2 separate regions of the Sus scrofa genome follow, and region 1 is linked to region 2. Evidence: chromatin contacts called from public Hi-C data. All regions are on one chromosome and are shown on one strand. The core of a region is the stretch at or near the end of the contact, and the rest is flanking DNA. Distances in the headings are between cores, read along the strand shown.

Region 1 (3,647 bases), core at 993-3,492, 120 kb before region 2:
CTAACCCCTCAGTGGCCCCTCCCAACCCAAGGTGCCTACTGGCTCAGGGCCTTCACAGAGCAGGTGCAAGGCGGACAGTGATTGTTTCAGTGAAATCCCTTCTGATTCTAAAGCTGCCTACCTTCACTTCTGCCTTAGAATTTTTAAAGGGCCTCCCCAGGCTCAGATAGATAGCTCTGTATCTCCTGAAAGATTGGGGTAAGCCCTATCTCTTGTGCTTAGGGAGTTAGTGCTGTTTTATGAGCATATATAAAAATCGACAGAGCCAGTGCCTTGTTTTGTCTTAACATTTATTTAGAGAGTCTATTCAATACGTGAAATCCATGTCTGCTCTCTCGCTTGGCATGAATGATGACACCTGTCGGGTGGGTGAGTAAACGCTTACTAGAAAGTCTTGAGTACATTTTGGGAGGGGTGTGGGTGGCCGCCAGCTCACAGGGCTGAGTGTGTGTTGGGGGTGGGGGGCCCTCTGTGAGGACATTTATGTCCTTGTTGGCTGCAGCTCCCTCCCTCATACTGCATCTGTGGGCCTCCTGTTTTCCAGCCCACAGGACAGGAATGTCTGCACCTAATGCCTTTATACTTTCCCTAATTCAGGCTGCCTTGCAGGCCCCCCACCACCGCCCAGGGGCTCTAAGAATGTGGCATTCTGGAATGCCTCTCTGACTGGATCCCCTTCCTGCTGTGCCTGAGTTGGTCTGAGCCCTGTATGGGGAAGGGTTCTGGGCTTTTGTCTGTGGACACTGATGCTGCCACACGTCAAGGGCCCATTGCATTCTGGCCTTACTGTCTAATTTTCCCCAGCACAGCGTGCTGAGGCTGCAGCAGTGTTATCTCCCTTGTTAAGTCCTAGATGAGATATGGCTCCTTGGTTTTCATTTGAAATTGTACCTTCTAAAGCAACTGCCCTGGGGTTCCTGTTGTGGCTCAGTGGGTTAAGAACCTGATTGGTACCCTTAAGGATGCAGGTTTGATCCCTGGCCTTGCTCAGTGGGTTAAGGATCTGTGAGCTGTGGTGTAGGTCACAGATGCGGCTCAGATCTAGTGTTGCTGGGGCTGTGGTGTAGGCTGGCAGATGTAGCTCCAATTCCACCCCTAGCCTGGGAACTTCCATATGCCATGGGTGCGGCCCTAAAAACAAAACAAAACAAAACAAAAACAACAACAAAAAAATAAAGCATCTGGACCACGGCCTGATAACTTTTATCATTCCCTAGGCTCTTTGAATTCCTCTCTGATCGGCACACGTGTCCCTCACCGGCATCCCTGTATCCCTCCCACTCTTTGTGGTCACACACTCCTGCCATTTGACGTCCATCCACCAGTCAGAGGGGCAGCGGGCTGTCCTCGGGGAAGCCAGGCGGATGTGCCATAAACCAGAGGAGCTAATCCTACACGCATCACAGTGCCCCGTGTCCTGGGCCTTCCCTTCCATCCACTGCCCTAAGAGCTTCCCTGCCTCTTCCCTGTGCTTCTCAAGACAGGAGGGAGGGAAAATCCTGGTGTTTTCTATGACAGGGAGGAGGGGCCGTGCCAAGCCCTGTCGTCAGCTTCTTGCCATCCCCGAGCCTCGGTTTTAGCTCTGCACCAGGTCAGGTCTGTGTGCTGCGCTGGCTGAGAACCAGGCCCTCCCCACACAGGAGCTCTGCCTCTTCTGTCGCCAAGACCCAGCAGTAGTCGGCTCCTTTATCTCCCCCTCCTCACTCTCTATCAGAAGCAGCATCTCCTCTCTCAGAGAACAGGCTCGGTGGAACCTCACAAGTCCGGCCGTAGCTCAGAAACGCTTCTCTTCACACACATCTCCACTGAAGCGAGACCCCCGAGCCTGGCTCTCCCTGTTCCCACCTGTGTAAATGCAGGTGTGGAAATGAGTGATGGGTCGGGGTTCCTGCGTGTGTCTCTGCTCCGTCTCCCTCAAGCCCCTGCTCACGAGGCCACTCCAGGCCTAAGTCATCACCTTCCTTTGTCTCCTCCTCCTGGTGCCCTTGGCTCTTGGGTACCCCCCCGCCCCCAGCTGTGGTACCCACATGTTCTCAAGAATTTTGGAGGCCCTCCTGAGCAGGCGCGCAGAAGTCCCACAGGCACCAGGAAATCATCGTTCACATCAGACTTAAAAAGCCTCAGTTGTCCCTGGAGAGACATAAAGCTGAAATTCCAGAGCACTTGGCAGGAGATGTGCGGTCATGGACAGAACATGTTGCTGGAAACCCAGTGAGGTTTCTTTCTCCTATCCCTAGCCCGTCCACCCGGCTCCCTGCTCGGGACACCTCGCAAGACGGGGACACAAAAGAGGGGTTAGGACCATGTGGCTCCGAAGCACGTTGCACGGACCCTGTGTGGGCGTATGCTGTCTCCTTCTAAGTCAGTGCCCACTTTATTCAAGTCGCGTCTCCTTCGTACGAGGGAGCCAGCACCTTCCTTTCAGGGCCCGAAAGAAGCCTTGACGTCAGCATGGCATTCGCTGTTCTGGAATGCCCCCGGGTGCGGGCCTGCAGAGATGCCCTGGCCCAGCACACACACCGTGGTCACAACAGTGAGTCTGTAGCATGGCCAGGGGGAGAACAAGCCCGCTTCACTTCCCTAGCCAACATGTCACACACTGGAGCCATACAACCCAGCCTGCTCTCAAAGGGCCTGTGTTAGGCCTGAGGCCTCTCAAGCCCTGGTGCGTTCATCACTCTCCAGACCCCGGGTCTGTGTCTTGGGTGGCCCTTTGCTCCCACAATGCCAGGCACGGGGTCCTGTGAACAGTCGCTTAGCGAAGGCTCTGTGATTGATTAGACCCTTCCTCTCTCTCTTTCCTACACTGAGGATCATCCCTCTACCCGGGCCGTCCTGTGGCGTGGATTTTCATAGCATCAGCACTTTCTCTACGCTGACCCAAGTGGCTGGAGAGAAGGATTGTCCTCTTAGGGAAAAGGATGAGTTTGGGTGGCGAATCTTGTGATTGGAGCCAAGAGCTATTCCTGGGTGTCTAGTGAACGTCCCGAAATGATCCTTCAGGCTCGAGTCCTGAAATAATCCTTGGAGAATGAAGACAGGCCCTCATTCACACGGGGCCCAGAGTTGCCGAGGCTTCGCCCCTTTGCAATCAAATAGCCACCGTGCCCCCTCAGCTGCCGCTCACCTGGCCACCTGTCCTCCACTTGTCTCCAAGCCCAGCTCAGGAGGATTCTTTATCAGTGAATTAAATGCTGTGCCTGCTTCTCACTCCTTGACTGAGGAAGCGCCCCTTATTGCACAGACCTGTCTTAGAAAAAAAATAAAATAAAATTCACTACCGGTTTCTCCAGACCATTGTCCTGCTAGCATTTTGACCTCAAGGAAAGTTTGGGTGCTCCCTTGGCCCTCTCTCTGCTAGAATTAATTGCCTTACACTCTCAGAAGCTCCTTTTAGGTAAACTGTATAGAAGAGGCACCCAAGCATTTAGCTGAAGGGATAGCAATTCCTTGCAACTCAGCTAGGAATTTTACTGGAGCCAACGGAAAGGAAGGTTCTGGGTCTCTCACCCAAAGTAGAACCTGCCTGGCCAAGAGGGCAGTCACAAACCTCAGTCCAGAGGTAGCTGGTCTCTAGATCTGACTTCCTTCTAACTTGAACACGAAGTGGTTCCCAGGCAGAGTTAATAGTATGCCTTGAACCCATC
Region 2 (3,639 bases), core at 627-3,126:
CTTCCTGCAGGTGCCTGTACTAGATAAATGAATGATGATAAAACCCTAGTCTAAATATGCTATGCTCTTGGAGTTCCCATCGTAGCTCAGTGGGTTAACAAATCCAACTAGGAACCATGAGGTTGCGGGTTCGATCCCTGGCCTCGCTCAGTGGGTTAAGGATCTGGCGGATGCAGTGAGCTGTGGTGTAGGTCGCAGATGTGTCTCGGATCCTGTGTTGCTGTGGCTCTGGCATGGGCGGGTGGCTACAGCTCCGATTCGACCCCTAGCCTGGGAACCTCCATATGCCACGGAGGCGGCCCTAGAAAAGGCAAAAAGACAATAAATAAATAAATAAATAAATAAATAAATAAGCTACACTCTTTAACAGTGGGGTTTTTTTTTCCCTGGTACAGTGGGATTACGGGGTACTTTCACCTTCTTGGTCATCTGCGTCTTTGATGGTTAGCTTTTTCATAACCACTCTACAATTTTGTCATAAAAAATAATGAATCTTTAAATGCCGGTGTAAATATTTGCAGAATTCCAGTTGCCTGTTTTCCGATGGCCTTTCCAGGGAAAATCAATCATTTAGAGAAAGACTGTCAAACAGTTGCCACCCAGGAACAATCCATTGCCCTTCGTTTATCTTCGCTGTTGTAGACAAAACTTCCTTTGTCCTGGGTCTACCCTTCACGCTCCCAATGGGAGCATGTCAGGCCTCATCAGCTCGCTCTCCTACTATTGCAAGCCCTGCCTTCCTCCTCACCTCATAGACTCACGGCATCTTTCTTCAACCGGCAAGACCCCCTCCACTTTGAAGGATCAATTACCCTTTTAGCAAATGATAACTCTCAGTGCAGGAGGGGGCGAGAGAAAAGGGCCTTAAAAAAATCATTGTGCTGGAGACACTTCATTGTTGTAGGAAGTGACTCAAAGCCTGGCTGCTCCCAGATAGGATGTAGTGAGGAGACACTTCAAAATAACAAACTTTCTGAAAAGTGGAGCCAAGACAGCCTAGGAGCACAGGGTCCCAGACCCTGGAGCAGCCCTCTGGCTCCTTGGTGGTGTTGGCTCCGGTCCTGCTGCTTTGCCTGGTCAGACACACCCAGACCTAGAAATGCTCGGCAGAACCACACTGTGTGACCCTTAGTTTCGGGGCAACGGTGGCGGCCCAGGGAAGTTGTCCATTTAGTGCGCATGTGCCCTGGTTGCCAGGAAACGTTCCTGCCTGAGTCACGTGTGAGCGCGAGTCCGATGCTTAAAGGACACACTTTTCATGCAAGATAGTCCTGAAATAGAAGTCAGCAACCTTGATGCGTGCGCACCCAAAGTCACAGGCTCTGTCCTGGGAACACCAGCGGTGGGACTAAATGGGAGAGGTTGTCAGAGTCTCCAACATGGTACCTTCTGAGGGCGTCAAGGTGGTGCTGACCATGCGTGATCTCTCCCGCTGCACGAGGGTTACCCACCTAAGACGTGGCTCCCTCAGAGGCAGGATCCCCAGCTCCCACTTCATACGCTGCCAACATTTCTTCGTTCTCTTCTCATCCAGCTCCAGAACCCCGTCCCCAGGTTTTGACTCCCCGCCACGCTCTGCCCCATCACAGGGGACCCCTGGGGTATCCAGGTTAGATCAGAGGTCACTAGAATTGGGGGGTGGGAGTTAGGTCTTCTAATCCTGTAATGGTTCAAAGGACTTAAGGGCCTGGTATTTCATGGAAAAGGCATCACCTTTCTCATGGAACTCAGCTGGAAGGGCTCATGCCCCTGGGTGCCAACACTTCATAGTTGCAGGAATCTGAGCTATGAAGACACTGGAGTGGGGACAGGCCCTGGGCTTGGAGACAGACGAAGTGTTTCTCTGGAAGGAATCTTGGCCTCCTGCAGACCCGGAAAGTGCCAGGGCTTAGCTCCTGAGCTAGAAGCACCAGTGATGACAGCTGAGAGTCAGGGCTCTGGGGAGGGGTGGGGAGGGGACTCCGGATTCTGCAGATGCCCCCAGGCGGGCCCCTCCAGGGCTCCTGGGGAGTCAGAGCCATTTCACAAGCACCTGCTTGTGTTATGTTATCAGCTCCAGCCAGTGTTTCGAGAGTGTGGAGGGAGGGTGAGGGAGAGAAGCAGCCATGGGCTTCCTTCCAGGAAGCTCTGTGGCGCAGAGGAGCTTGGAGAGTCATAGGACATAATTGTATTGTTGTAATTGTATTTGTGACAATGACCTTTCCTTCTTTCTTTCTTTCTTTTTTTCTTTTTCTTTTTCTTTTTTCTTTTTTTGGTCTTTTTAGGGCCACAATCACAGCATATGGAGGTTCCAGGCTAGGGGTCAAACTGGAGCTGTAGCTGCTGGCCCACAGCCACAGCAAAACCAGATCCAAGCCTCATCTGCCACCTACACCACAGCTCACAGCAATACTGGATCCTTAACTCATTGAGCAAGGCCAGGGATCGAACCTGTGTCCTCATGGATGCTAGTCAGATTTGTCTCAGATGAGCCACGATGGAAACTCCTCACAACAATTTCTTAAGCAGACCTATACTCTGCTTTGAGGAAGCTCAGAACCTCTATCCCCCAAGGTTTCCTGTACTGCCGATGTCCCAACAGGATGAAGGAAGCCTTCCCCGGGAATCTGAGAGTGATGTGGGGAGGGATCCAGTGGAGGACAAGGTTGGCAGCCTCTGGGTTTTGAGCAATGACCCCCACCAAACCTCAGAATAGGGAGACTCTGCTTTGCCCTGTGGCCCTCACACCTGTCTCCACCTGCTCCTTCTCAGCTGAAGCCAGGTTGGACCAGAAGGTCCCGGCTTCATTAAGCACCACCTACACGCCCCAGCGAATGTGCCACAGGTCAGACCCACATAGATGCTTCCACACAGGTGTTAGTTAAACATAGACCCACTGTAGGGGCACAGAGGATGCGGTTGTAATTCTGACTTGGGAAACGAGGGAAACTTCAGGGAAGAGGTGAACTTGGCCTAGAGCTGACTAGAATATTGACTGAGATTGAGGGAATGTTGACAGCAAATGCTCAAAAGCAAGAACAAATGAGGGCTGAATACATTTTGACAGGGGCCTCAGATGGCTCCCTGACTCAGAACTAATCACTTCCCTATATGTGATTGAAGACACATGAGGTTTGGAATCCAAAAGATCTGGCCACATACTAAACACGTGACTTTAGATAACTCATTTAACCCCTCTGAGCTTCAATATTCTCATCTATAAAACAGAGACATAACTGCCCGTAGTATCCATCGCCCAGGGTTGTCTGAGCCTCTAATACATTATCATGTAAGGCAACTTGCTAGAGCCTGCTTAGTTCATGGTAGGCAGGGACTTCTGTGTCTCCTCCTGTTCCCGTTCCTTCCTTTGTTTGGGCTCCATTTTTCCTCCCCTAAAATGATGAGAAGCTGCTCTGACCCCACCCCAATGCCACTCTTCTCAGAGATTGGTGGGTTGCTGAGAGATCCCCGTCCCTCAGAAGCAAGTGACAGAGGGAGAACAGGGCGTGGGCTCAATGGGCATCAAATGTACCAGTGATTTTCCCAGGAGGGGTACCTTTGGACCACATCAAGAGATGACGCCTCAGTGGAGAGCTAAGGGTGGAGCTGGGAACCCGTAGGCCGAGGGAGGGAAAGGAGAGGAGAGAGCCAAGTTGTTTT

Evidence for each region. A called contact is a pair of places that touch in the nucleus more often than the background predicts.
Region 1: a contact with region 2 is called in a Hi-C map of fetal heart ventricle, with 3 times the contacts expected there. The contact joins two enhancer-like sites. A contact is called at or near these places in 3 of 47 Hi-C or Micro-C datasets (blood, fetal heart ventricle and heart right ventricle) and 1 of 2 datasets of contacts at active chromatin or transcription factors (skeletal muscle).

Annotation. Positions count from the first base shown.
Region 1 is chr3:109,096,161-109,099,807 of Sscrofa11.1, reverse strand. The region is part of intron 2 of LBH (protein LBH); the gene reads left to right. Among named protein-coding and RNA genes, the nearest start is that of LBH, 16 kb to the left of the region's middle. Within about 2 kb of position 2,242, at least 11 of the 83 cell types and tissues checked have an H3K27ac peak or open chromatin away from gene starts, as enhancers often do.
Region 2 is chr3:108,978,533-108,982,171 of Sscrofa11.1, reverse strand. No RefSeq gene overlaps it. Among named protein-coding and RNA genes, the nearest start is that of LBH, 130 kb to the left of the region's middle. Within about 2 kb of position 1,876, at least 11 of the 83 cell types and tissues checked have an H3K27ac peak or open chromatin away from gene starts, as enhancers often do.